3 separate regions of the Mus musculus genome follow, and regions 1 and 2 are each linked to region 3. Evidence: chromatin contacts called from public HiChIP or PLAC-seq and Micro-C data. All regions are on one chromosome and are shown on one strand. Each heading gives the region's core, a stretch centred on a gene start, on an enhancer-like site or on the middle of the called end of the contact. The rest is flanking DNA. Distances are from core to core; before and after follow the strand shown. Region 1 holds the start of Mertk (MER proto-oncogene tyrosine kinase). Region 2 overlaps Mrps5 (mitochondrial ribosomal protein S5). Region 3 holds the start of Bcl2l11 (BCL2-like 11 (apoptosis facilitator)).

Region 1 (3,268 bases), core at 396-2,895, 570 kb before region 3:
CCCAGCACTTGGGAGGCAGAAGCAGGCGGATTTCTGAGTTCAAGGCCAGGCTGGTCTACAGAGTGAGTTCCAGGACAGCCAGGGCTACACGGAGAAGCCCTGTCTCGAAAACAAACAAACAAACAAACAAACAAAAACAAAAAGAAAATAAAGCATAGATTTAAAAATATCAAACAAAAGCTTTGGTTCCTATCACTCTTCCCATGCTTATGACAGTCACAGCCTCCAAAATGACGCGTGGCCTGCTAGGGCTAGTAGCAAAAGTATACCCGACTTTCAGCGGATTATTAAGAACAGTCCTGGCAGAAAGGCTGAGGAACTTTTGAGGGTTTAGTAATGGAGAATAGAGTGGTCTCAGTTCTTAGCTCGTTTTTTGGCTGTTGATGTTTGTTGCAAATTGTCACGTTGCCTCAAACTACAAATTGCTTATGTAATTTAATGTGCAAGGAAAGAATTGTTTAAAAAAGAAAAAGAAAAGAAAAGGAAAGAAAAGAAAAAAAAGCTCATTTGAGCAAATGAACTTTGAGAGGAAAAATGAGGTTTGTAGCTAAACCATAAACCAAACTTTCCTTAAAAGACAAACTTTAGTCTACCAGATTCAAGATCAAAGAGACAAAATTACACTCCGAATAGAAACAGATCTTTTAGGGCAGGAGCAATACCTGAAGGAACAATACCTGAAATGTGCTTGCTTATAGTAGTCTTCCAACCCCTCCTGCGTCTATTTCTTTTTGGAAAAACCTTGTTTTGTTTTCCCCCCAGCAGCTTCTTTACAAAGTGCCTCAGTGTCATCTGTTGGAGGAACCTGCCATACTTGTTTGCGCTAATCAATCCAGCATGTCAAATTGAACCGCTTGTGAGAGCACTTGTGGTCTGAGCACTTGTTTGTGCTACCCAAACAAAAAAGATTCCGCTCCACAGTAATAATAGTGAAAGGACCGTATCGTCCCCCTCGGCTTTTTGCAGGCTTCTTACACTCACAGACAGGCTGTCCCTACAAAGGAGGGCTAACACAATGTTCAGCAGAGCCCAGGGGAGAAGCCAGAACTAGTCTTTCCCTGGCGGGACACCTAGCCTCCAAGCAACGCCACGCGCTAACGGTGACATCCAACTTTTGCAGCTACTTATTGGTTCACGGCGTGGAATTACCTTGGAATCCTCGGTCTATGATTCGCAGAAACCCCGCCAAAGCTCGGCAAGGCTAGACAGTGTTGAGGGTAAAGTTCTTGGTGCATGCCACGCCAGACCTGAGTTGCATTTCTTAAAGGCTCAAACTTCGCTGCTCCCAGAGCGCCCAACCGGGCTTGAGGTCTTTCTCTGTGGTAATGGGAAGCTCTCGGTTCCCATCGGTTCTACTAAGACGTGCACCCCAAGACCCGGCTAGGGAGCCCCCATAACCCTCTACGGCTCGCTGGAATGAGTAGCAGCTCCCGGAGACCCTGCAACCTGCACTCACCTCCACTCCAGAGCGCGGGTAGCAGCAGCAGCCCCAGTAGCAGTGGGGCCAGAACCATCGCGGGGCCGCGGATCTGGCAGTTCTCTCCGGACAGATGCACGTATCCACCAACGTCCCAAACTCGCCAGTCGCCGAGGGCGCGTGCGAAGCGCCTCAGTCCCGGCCGCCCGGGCAGCAGGCGCCAGAGTGGCAGTGCGGAGTTGGGGATCGCAGGAGTCCTAAGTTAGAAGAGGCGGGCCCAGGGCTCAGGCCCGGGAGGGGCCAGCAGGTTGGAGTGGACAGGGGCGGGAAGGGGGAAGGGCAAAGAGAGCAAAGAAGGATGGAACTGGAGGAGGGGGCGGGAAGGGGAGGATCCAAGGACAAGCCCTAGGGAGGGTGGAGGGGCGGGGCAGAATGGAACTTGGGTCAACTCCAGCAGGTTAACCCCTGGCTTGAGTGTGTAGGAAATCTGGAAGGGAGGTGCTGGAGGAGATGGAACAGAGCTAAGGAGGGCCACCATCTTGAGCTAAAAGGACCGAGAGACGGAGAGGAAGGGGAGGGGGCTAAGAAAGAAAATAATCGGGAGGATGATCTCTGGCTACTTGGTTACATCAGAGGAATCTCACTCTGTATGGGTAGGTAGAAGGGATTGGAAAGGGTAGAGGCCGAATTTAGTGGAGAGCGACGGATGCAACTCCAAGACCTTTAAAGGTTAGTGGGTCCAGCTGCTTTGGAGGGGCAGCGATTCTGCAGTTCAGGCTCTACTGGCATAAGAGGTCCTAGCAGCTGCATTCCAGAGGCTGTGGCCGCCGTGGCAGCACACCCTGCTTGCCAGGTCCTCCCCCTGGCTACTGAAACGGAGTGCAAGAGCGGACCCTGGCGTCAAGATCTTGCAACCTCCACCCCAGAGGTTAGCTCGGGGAGAACTAAGCCGAATCCTGTAAGGAAAGAGTTTGAAACAGGGATGGAAGAAAGTGCTGTTACAGGAAAGGGTGGGAGGCCCAAACCACGGCATCAGATTGTGAATCTCAAAGAAACGGAAGGCGTATGAGGCTTTCTTAAAGGAAATAGAATGATTTGTTTTTCTTTGGAGATAAGATCACATTAGAGCCCAGAGTAAACCACCCTGATAAATTTAAAGTATTTATTACTGAAACTGAGGACAGACCCATACGCACTGTGATACAATAAGCTCCTTGCATCTCTAGCCCTGCAGGAGGACATCAAACCAGAAGCGCTGGATTAAACAGACCCTTGATTGGTGCTTGATGTGAAAGAGCCCAGTTTACTGTGGATGGTGCCATTCCCGGGTAGGTCATTCAGGGATGCATAAGAAAGCAAGCTGAGCAAGCCAGTAAGCAGTTCCTCTATGGTTTGTGCTTAAGTTCTGGCCTCCAGGTTCCTGCCTCGAATTCCTGTTCTGACTTTCCTTCATGATGCATTTCAACTGTAAGCTGAAATAAATTCCCAAGTAGCTTTTGGTCATCACAACAATAGAAATCTACGTAGGACAGACAGGGTCTTGCTATGCTACCTAGGCTGGACTTGAATTCCTGGTTGTGCAAATATTCCAGCCTTCTTAGTAGCTAGAACTGCACGTGTGTGCCACTAGGACTTGCTTAAATCTCACTTTTTTTTTTTCTTTTAAAGGCAAGGTCTAACTATTTAGCCCTAGCTGGAATGGAATTCACTATGTAAACCAGACTGGCCTCAAACTCACAGAGATCTATCTGCTCTGACTTCCATGTGCTAGATAGAATTAAAGGTGTGTGCTACCATGTTCAACACAAATGTGACTTTTTTTCTTTCTGGTTAATTACTTTAGTTTTATGT
Region 2 (3,451 bases), core at 262-2,761, 520 kb after region 3:
CTCAAATAGTTTTTCCCCCCAATGTCAATGTGGTTGTCAATAATTTGGAAAAATGACATTTTAAAAAGATAAGAGTATTGGGTATAAAAAAAAAACAAATTAGGCTAATAGAAGAGAGATCAGTAAAGCTCATCGCTTTTTTTAGGACAAAAATAAAATTTCAAAAATAACGAGAGTTCTGGGGACACAGCTCAATGGAGAATAAAAGGTTCTGCATTCACACCCAGCACTACCAGACCCAACTATTTTCCTGTAGATTCTACTTAAATAGAAAAGTCTTAGATGTTTCCAATGTCTCTAACTTAGAGGCATTTCTTTCTTAGCAATTAGCTTCTATTTATAGCCATGAATAATATAGCTCTAGAAAAAAAATTTCCTTTGAGAGTATGTGTGTATGTGCAGGGGAATATACTAGGCAGGTGAAGAGAAAGTGCTTAGGCACACTAAATCACTGTTGGTTTATTAGACTGTGTGACTCGGGGGATAGGGACTCCTCTAGTACCTACGGGGTAGAACCGAGAAGCACCCAGTAACAGGCTCACCAGAAGACCGGGGTCTAATCCCATCACCACAGAAAACGTCCCACCCCCCTGTCTCCCCTGTTCCATCACTAACCACCTACTTCCTCAGCTCCTTACCCAGTACATCATGTCCAGCTCCCAGCAACAGTGACAGGCACACGGGAAGCAAAGGTGCAGTCTGAACGAAGCAGGCCTGAGACACAGCAGGAGTGGCTGTCACAGTCACCACCCCAGGAATGTTCAGCACCACTAAGATTAATGTTACAGGGGAACAGACAATACCAAGGAACAGACTGTAAAGTACACAGACAGGGTGAGTCTATGAAAGAATCAAAAACATGCCAGGGGTGTGCTTCGGTGGCAGAGCACTTGTCTAGCTCGTCCAAGATCCTGGGCTCGCTCTATCTCTGGTACTGTAAGCAGAAAAAAGATGTCTGATACTAAGTGGAGCATACTGGCTCATCAAGTTATCATAACACTTAGCAGAAGGATCAACCCTGGCCACATGGAAAGTTAGGTTTTAGTCACTATTCTACTGCTGTGAAGAGACACCGTGACCAAGGCAACTCTGATAAAAGACAGCATTGACTTAGAGCCTTCTTTATACTTTCAGAAGGTTAGTTCATTATCATCATGGCAGGAAGCATGGTACCAGGCAGCAGGTATGGAGCTGAAAGCTTTAAATTTTGATCCATAGGCAGCAGGCAGAAAGATAACCTCAAGGGTCATCCCCAGTGACATACCTCCTCCAACAAGGCCACACCTAACCCTTCCCAAATAGTTCCATTAACAGGACCAAGCATTCAAATACATGAGTGTATGGGGCCATTCTCATTCAAACCATCACACCCAGTCTCAAACAATGAATAAACAAACAAAGACAAAACACTCAAAATGCCGCCAGCCATCGAAGCAGGGAGCATCTCTGATGGGCTTACTGCCAGACTGAACACAACAAGGACTTCTAGGTGGAGGCTACCTCAAGAGAAACGTACACAGCAGGAAAAAGAGGGAGGGTGCATCTAAGTAAGACCCACACTCAGCATATCATAGTCTCACTGCTAGAGACCAAAGATAAAGGAGAAAGAAGACAGAAGAAAACATTACCTAAAGAGGAGCAGAAATAAGCAATTCACCCAACTTCTCAGAAAGTATGAGAGAAAATACTTACAACTATCAAAGAGATGTCTCATGGACCTATAATTAAGCAAAGACTCAGACAAACAACCGACGGGCTTTGTTCCAATCAACCTGCCTTGTAAGCTAAGATACAAGACAACGAAGAGATGGGGGTCACAAGCACAGACTTACATTAACAAAAACAAACAAACAAACAAACAAACAAACAACCTTTAACTTTCCTTATTAGATTTAACAGATGTTTGTTCAAAACCATAACAGCAACAGTGACTCAACGAGTGTTGCTCAGGTTTATGAGGCCTGAATGAACGGCAGCAGGGGCATGAGGGGAGGGGCAGGAACCTAACCCTCCATGGCTGTAAGGTACCTGACTAAACTAGCTACAAAGCAGGATCCTAGGAGAGACCTGGATCCGTTGTAAACATACATAGCAAACTCTAGAGCAACTACTAAAAAAGAGAAAAAAGAAGTGTAATTGATATTGGCAGATACTGACTTTACTACATTACAGTCACTTTATGCTGATGACCTAAAAAACACCAATTAAAGGTAAATAAGACTAGTCTATCAGAGAAGACAAAAAACAAAGCAGACCAACAAACGGAACACCCAGACCTGAGGTTGTATCTGACAGGAGGTTTGTATCTATACTACACAACAAGAGCAATTACAGCTGATAATAAAAACACAAATAACCCAAATTTTTTAAGTGGACAAAGGACCTGAATGGGCCACATGACCTGACAAGCCGACGAGGACACTCAACAGCATTTGCTTTTAGGGCCATGTGAGTGAAGGTGACAGTGAGACACACTTCAGACACAGTGGGATCACTACCACCTAGAGTCCAGGAAACACAGCCGAGGGTGAGGCCACAGCCTGGCACAGTATTTATGGACAGAAACGGCACACAACTGCCGGGAGAACTGCCTGGGAGTGGCTCAGCGGGTCAGGCTATCCAACTTCTCTGTAAAATGTAGTTGAAAACATTCATCTTCAGATGACTCGGTAACAAACACGACCTAAGTGTCACAGCAATGGCTGTGCATGTTACTACTATTAGCTATGTCCTAATTCACTTACATTTACTAGTTTAAATAACGAATTGCTCCTGATATTTGCATCTAACATTCCCATCACACAGCTATATACCATGTGCTCTGTAAGACAAATCTATAATTATTTATTTGAAAACAAAGAAGGTTGGACTTTTTTTAAAATAAAAAGTGAGAGTGGCGTGTCCTCCGGGTGCTGTCAGCACAAGCACTGGCTGGGCTGGCCTTCCGGGAGGCTTAGGTGGCAGGCCTCTTTAAATTAAACCACACAGAGCGCTTCAGTCCCTGCATGGCCTTCACGTCCTGCCAGTCCAGCTTGGTATCAGGAACCTCAGGTTCCGGCTCCGGCTCCTTACTCAAGGCCCCATGTGGGGAGGCCACCACGATAGGCAGAGGCCCACATTCCTCCCGGAATTCCACCACGTGGAGACCCTTCTTATCCGCCAGATGTTGGTGGGTTTCCTGGAAAACAGCAAGCAGAGAACAGATTAGATTTGTGAAGGTCACCTGACCCTTAAAGGGTCAGGGCTTCTGTCAACTCAAAGGAAGCCAGCATCAAGAGCCCTGAGATGCTTGGGGAAACAACAACATGAACTACCCAGTACCCCCAGAGCTCGTGTCTCTAGCTGCATATGTAGCGGAAGATGGCCTAGTTGGCCATCACTGGGAATAGAGGCTCCTTGGTCTTGCAAACTTTATATGCCCCAGTACAGGGGAATGCCAGGGCCAAGAAGT
Region 3 (3,303 bases), core at 607-3,106:
CCACACCTAGCTGCGCGTTCTTGGCAATACCCGGCGCAAGGCTGACTCTTTCCCTCCCCGGGCCACCATGCCGAGACTCACGTCCGCCCCTTCCCTTCCGAGCGCGGCGTGTTGCGCCGATCGAACGACCCCTGCACGTCGCCACCGAGGAGGCAAGGGAAACAAAGCCGGGTCCTGGGCTCCAGGGCCCCGCGCCTGCCCGTCCGCCCTCCGCCACGCTCCGCCGGGGAGCCGAAGGTTTCGCGCGCCGCGCCTCTGGCCCGCGCTGCACCGGCCGCCGCCGGGATCATCCTCCGCCTCCTCCCGCTCCGCCCCTAGCGCGCAGCTCCCGCCGCCGCGCGGGCACCGCCAGCCCTGCGCCCCTGGCGCCGGCTGCCAGTGCTCCCCCATTGGCCCGCGCGCAGTCGCTCCCCATCGTAACCAATGGGCAGAGGCGGTGGGGGCGGCGCCTACGGGTCAGGCAGCCGAAGGCAAGGCGATTGTTGACAAACTCGCCGCCCAGCGCCGCTCAGACTGTGCCGGCCACCGCAGCTCCGGCTGGAACTTAGGGGGCCGGGCAGCTTCGCTTTGCGCCCCGCCCCACCCCTGGGCCAGGCCGGGACGGCGCGCGCTTTGCGGGAATTCCCGCCGCCAGGGCAGCGGGACATTAGAGACAAAGCGAGACACGCACCCCTCGGAGATCCGCGAGGCCACGATCGCACTCCAGGCCATTCCGAGCCAAGTCCCTAATGCCTCCGCAGTCCCCTGAAGAACTTCTCAGCAACTTCACCTGCTGTGTCCCCATGTGCTACCGAGTGCTACCGACACGAACCAAATATGAACGACCATCTCGGGTCTCGGGCATGCACATCCAGACCTCTGCCCCCACTGTTCAGTTAGCCTTCCTCAAGCAGTGCCTGCCCCGTGGGCAATAGGCTTGCGAGCTCAGGGGTCCGCCAGCCTATGCGACTGGGTCCCGGTGCAATCGGGCTAGGAGTAGTCGGCTAGCTGGGGCTTGGAATACGCGTAGCCTAAGTGGTCCTAGGGGGGTTACGGGGTTTCTTGTCTCCTGTAGATACGGTGTTCCTCAATATCCACAGGACGGTCGCAAAAGGAACCGGGCCGCCAGGGACATCCGGAAAGGAAATTGACCACTATGGCCAAACTGACTTGAATGGGTACAAGCAAAGTCTGGGCGCGTGTGATTTTAATACTCAAACCTCCGCAATGAACCCGCGTCAGCGAAGAGTTAAGTCTACCCGCCCGCCGCTACCGCGCGGCTACTTCTCCCGGGCCGTCTGGGTCGCCGCGACGCTTCCCGGCTGGACGCACTACCGGCACCACGAAGCGGGACCTCGGCTCCAAGCCGAGACCACGCGCCCTCCTTGCCCGCGAGAGATGCCTCAGCGGCCCCTCGTGCGGCATTGCGTCCCAACCCAGTCTTCGGCTAAGTGCCCGCAGCTTCAGTGCCGACAACCCTTCCCCAAAAGTGCCTTGGCACGCAGCGACCTCGACCCGACTCCCAGCGTTCGCCTCCTGCAGCCACGCGGGACAAACCAGTGCCTCCACCCGCACGTGCGACACCAGAGACAGATGAAGCCGCTGCGGCGCCTGTCTTCTATCCATCCCCAGCCTGCGCCCCGGGAGTCGCGGAGTGTTTACCTTGCGTTTCTCAGTCCGAGAATCAGAGTCAGACATTGGGTGGACGAGGGCCAGGGGAAGGGCGCCGAGGCGGTGGCGGCGGGAGCAGCGGAGGTGGTGTGAATCCAAGTGGAACACAGCTCGCAGAGCGGCTGCAGGAATCCGGTGACGGCGACGATGGCAAGGACCGCAGAGCTCCAACCAGCTGGTGACCCAGTGCCTGCGGGGAGCGAAGTGAAAGCAGCCTGCTCTTGAGACTCTGCGGTAGTTGAGCCCCCGCCCCCGCGCCCAATCACCGCGGGCTCCGCCCCCGTTTAGTCCGGCCCCCGGCAAGCCGGAAGGTAAGCCCCACCCCCCACGGCCCCCAGGCCGCTGGCGCGTGCAGGCTGCGACAGGTAGTGGGGAGGGTGGCCCCGCCGGCTGTCCTGCAGTTTGCGTGCGCCGCCCACCCCGGCGTGTTTACCCTAGTGTCTTGGCCTGCGGGCAGCTGCATGCTCGCCCATCCTCCACTCAGAATGTACCCGCCCCTCCCCGTCCGCCCGTGGCGGCCACCTCGCAGAGCGGAACTTAGGGGGCGCTCAGGGTACACTGCTCTGTGTCCAGCCCGGCCGCGGGCGCCAGTTGGAAGCCTCAGAAGGCGTCCCTCCGCCCTTGCTTTGCACAGCTTCTCAGCCCCAAACCATGAGGATTAGATTGGTGCAAGGATGGGCACTGGCCTTTGACTGTCCTTTCCTAGAATTCCTGACCTCCGGGGGACTCAGATCAGCAAGATGCTCACCCCTCTTCGTCTGCGCCTCAAGCGAGATTCTTCGTCGCCGCCGCCTTCTGCCTTCTGTCCTCCTTTAGGCTCTCCTTAGTGTTGTGTTTGTGTGTGTGTGCTGTTGTTGTTGTTGTGGTTTATATGTTTGTTTCCCTAGTGCCCAGTTACTTAAGAGGCAGAGGTGGTGGTGAGAAGGACAGTTGAGAGACAAGAGAAGCGGGAAGCTTCAGGGAGCGATGGGCGGGCACGACAAGCATATAAAATAGGGGAATGAGAAAGTTAGCTGGAAAAGAATAACTACAAGGAAAAGGAGGGGGGCTACCAAGGAAAGACGGTTGTGCCATGAGCGGTGTTGGGAGCCTCGAAATGTTTGGGGCTCACAGTGTACGCCAGGAACTGTCTATCCATCGGTCCGCCGATGCTGGCGACCATGGAGCAGCGGAGTTCAGGCCGAGCTGGGAAAACCATAAGGGGGTCGAAAAAAAAATCCCTTGATCTTCCTGAGGCCTTTGTGATTCCAACAGAAGTCTGGAAGTCAATGGCGCCATGTGCATCCCCACCCCCAGCCCCTTCTCTCATAGCGGCGGCCCAAAAAAGCTGCTCTGGAAATGGAACGTCCCACTCCCCACACGAGATTAAGGAAACTCTATTAATGGGCTACCCAACCTGCATCCAGGCTGGCAGTAAGTAGGACGTAGCCTTTTCTTGCAGAACAAGTGTTGCGACCTGCCGTCCCAATCAATGTTGGGCCATCTTGGTCATTTTGGTGTTTGTATGCGGATCTAACGTCACGGTGACACAGCACAGCCCCATGCTAAAGTCTAGCTTCTCAAGTGAATCCTGAGTGAGATCAAAGAAGCCATTGGTTCCCAGGGAAGCTGGGGTGTTCAAGGCAAAGCCTTGCTCCTGCTGGAGGTCAGGGG

Evidence for each region. Hi-C and Micro-C count contacts between places; a contact is called where the count stands out from the background. HiChIP or PLAC-seq counts read pairs in DNA pulled down with a chosen protein or histone mark.
Region 1: a contact with region 3 is called in a Micro-C map of embryonic stem cells, with 5 times the contacts expected there. The contact joins the promoter of Mertk here to the promoter of Bcl2l11 in region 3. A contact is called at or near these places in 7 of 39 promoter capture datasets (the 3T3-L1 cell line, cranial neural crest, hematopoietic stem and progenitor cells and 2 more), 5 of 484 Hi-C or Micro-C datasets (embryonic stem cells, muscle stem cells and uterus) and 6 of 115 datasets of contacts at active chromatin or transcription factors (cardiomyocytes, embryonic limb bud, extraembryonic endoderm stem cells and 3 more).
Region 2: a contact with region 3 is called in an H3K27ac HiChIP or PLAC-seq map of embryonic stem cells, with 6 read pairs. The contact joins the enhancer-like site here to the promoter of Bcl2l11 in region 3. A contact is called at or near these places in 2 of 39 promoter capture datasets (the 3T3-L1 cell line and pre-B cells), 1 of 484 Hi-C or Micro-C datasets (cortical neurons) and 1 of 115 datasets of contacts at active chromatin or transcription factors (embryonic stem cells).

What each region holds. Positions count from the first base shown.
Region 1 is chr2:128,697,292-128,700,559 of GRCm38.p6, reverse strand. It overlaps Mertk (MER proto-oncogene tyrosine kinase), which reads right to left and starts at 1,645. Exons shown (of 19, transcript NM_008587.2): 1 at 1,457-1,645. The coding sequence starts at 1,514. It overlaps Gm39931 (a long non-coding RNA gene), which reads left to right and starts at 2,058. Exons shown (of 5, transcript XR_001783466.2): 1 at 2,058-2,146; 2 at 2,644-2,745.
Region 2 is chr2:127,603,356-127,606,806 of GRCm38.p6, reverse strand. It overlaps Mrps5 (mitochondrial ribosomal protein S5), which reads right to left. Exons shown (of 12, transcript NM_029963.2): 12 at 2,821-3,178. The coding sequence ends at 2,954. Among named protein-coding and RNA genes, the nearest start is that of Mrps5, 18 kb to the right of the region's middle. Within about 2 kb of position 1,511, at least 5 of the 459 cell types and tissues checked have an H3K27ac peak or open chromatin away from gene starts, as enhancers often do. A contact at or near this core is called in embryonic stem cells, where this site is marked.
Region 3 is chr2:128,124,591-128,127,893 of GRCm38.p6, reverse strand. Bcl2l11 (BCL2-like 11 (apoptosis facilitator)) reads right to left here and starts at 1,856. Exons shown (of 4, transcript NM_207680.2): 1 at 1,642-1,856. It also overlaps a transcript of Acoxl not described here.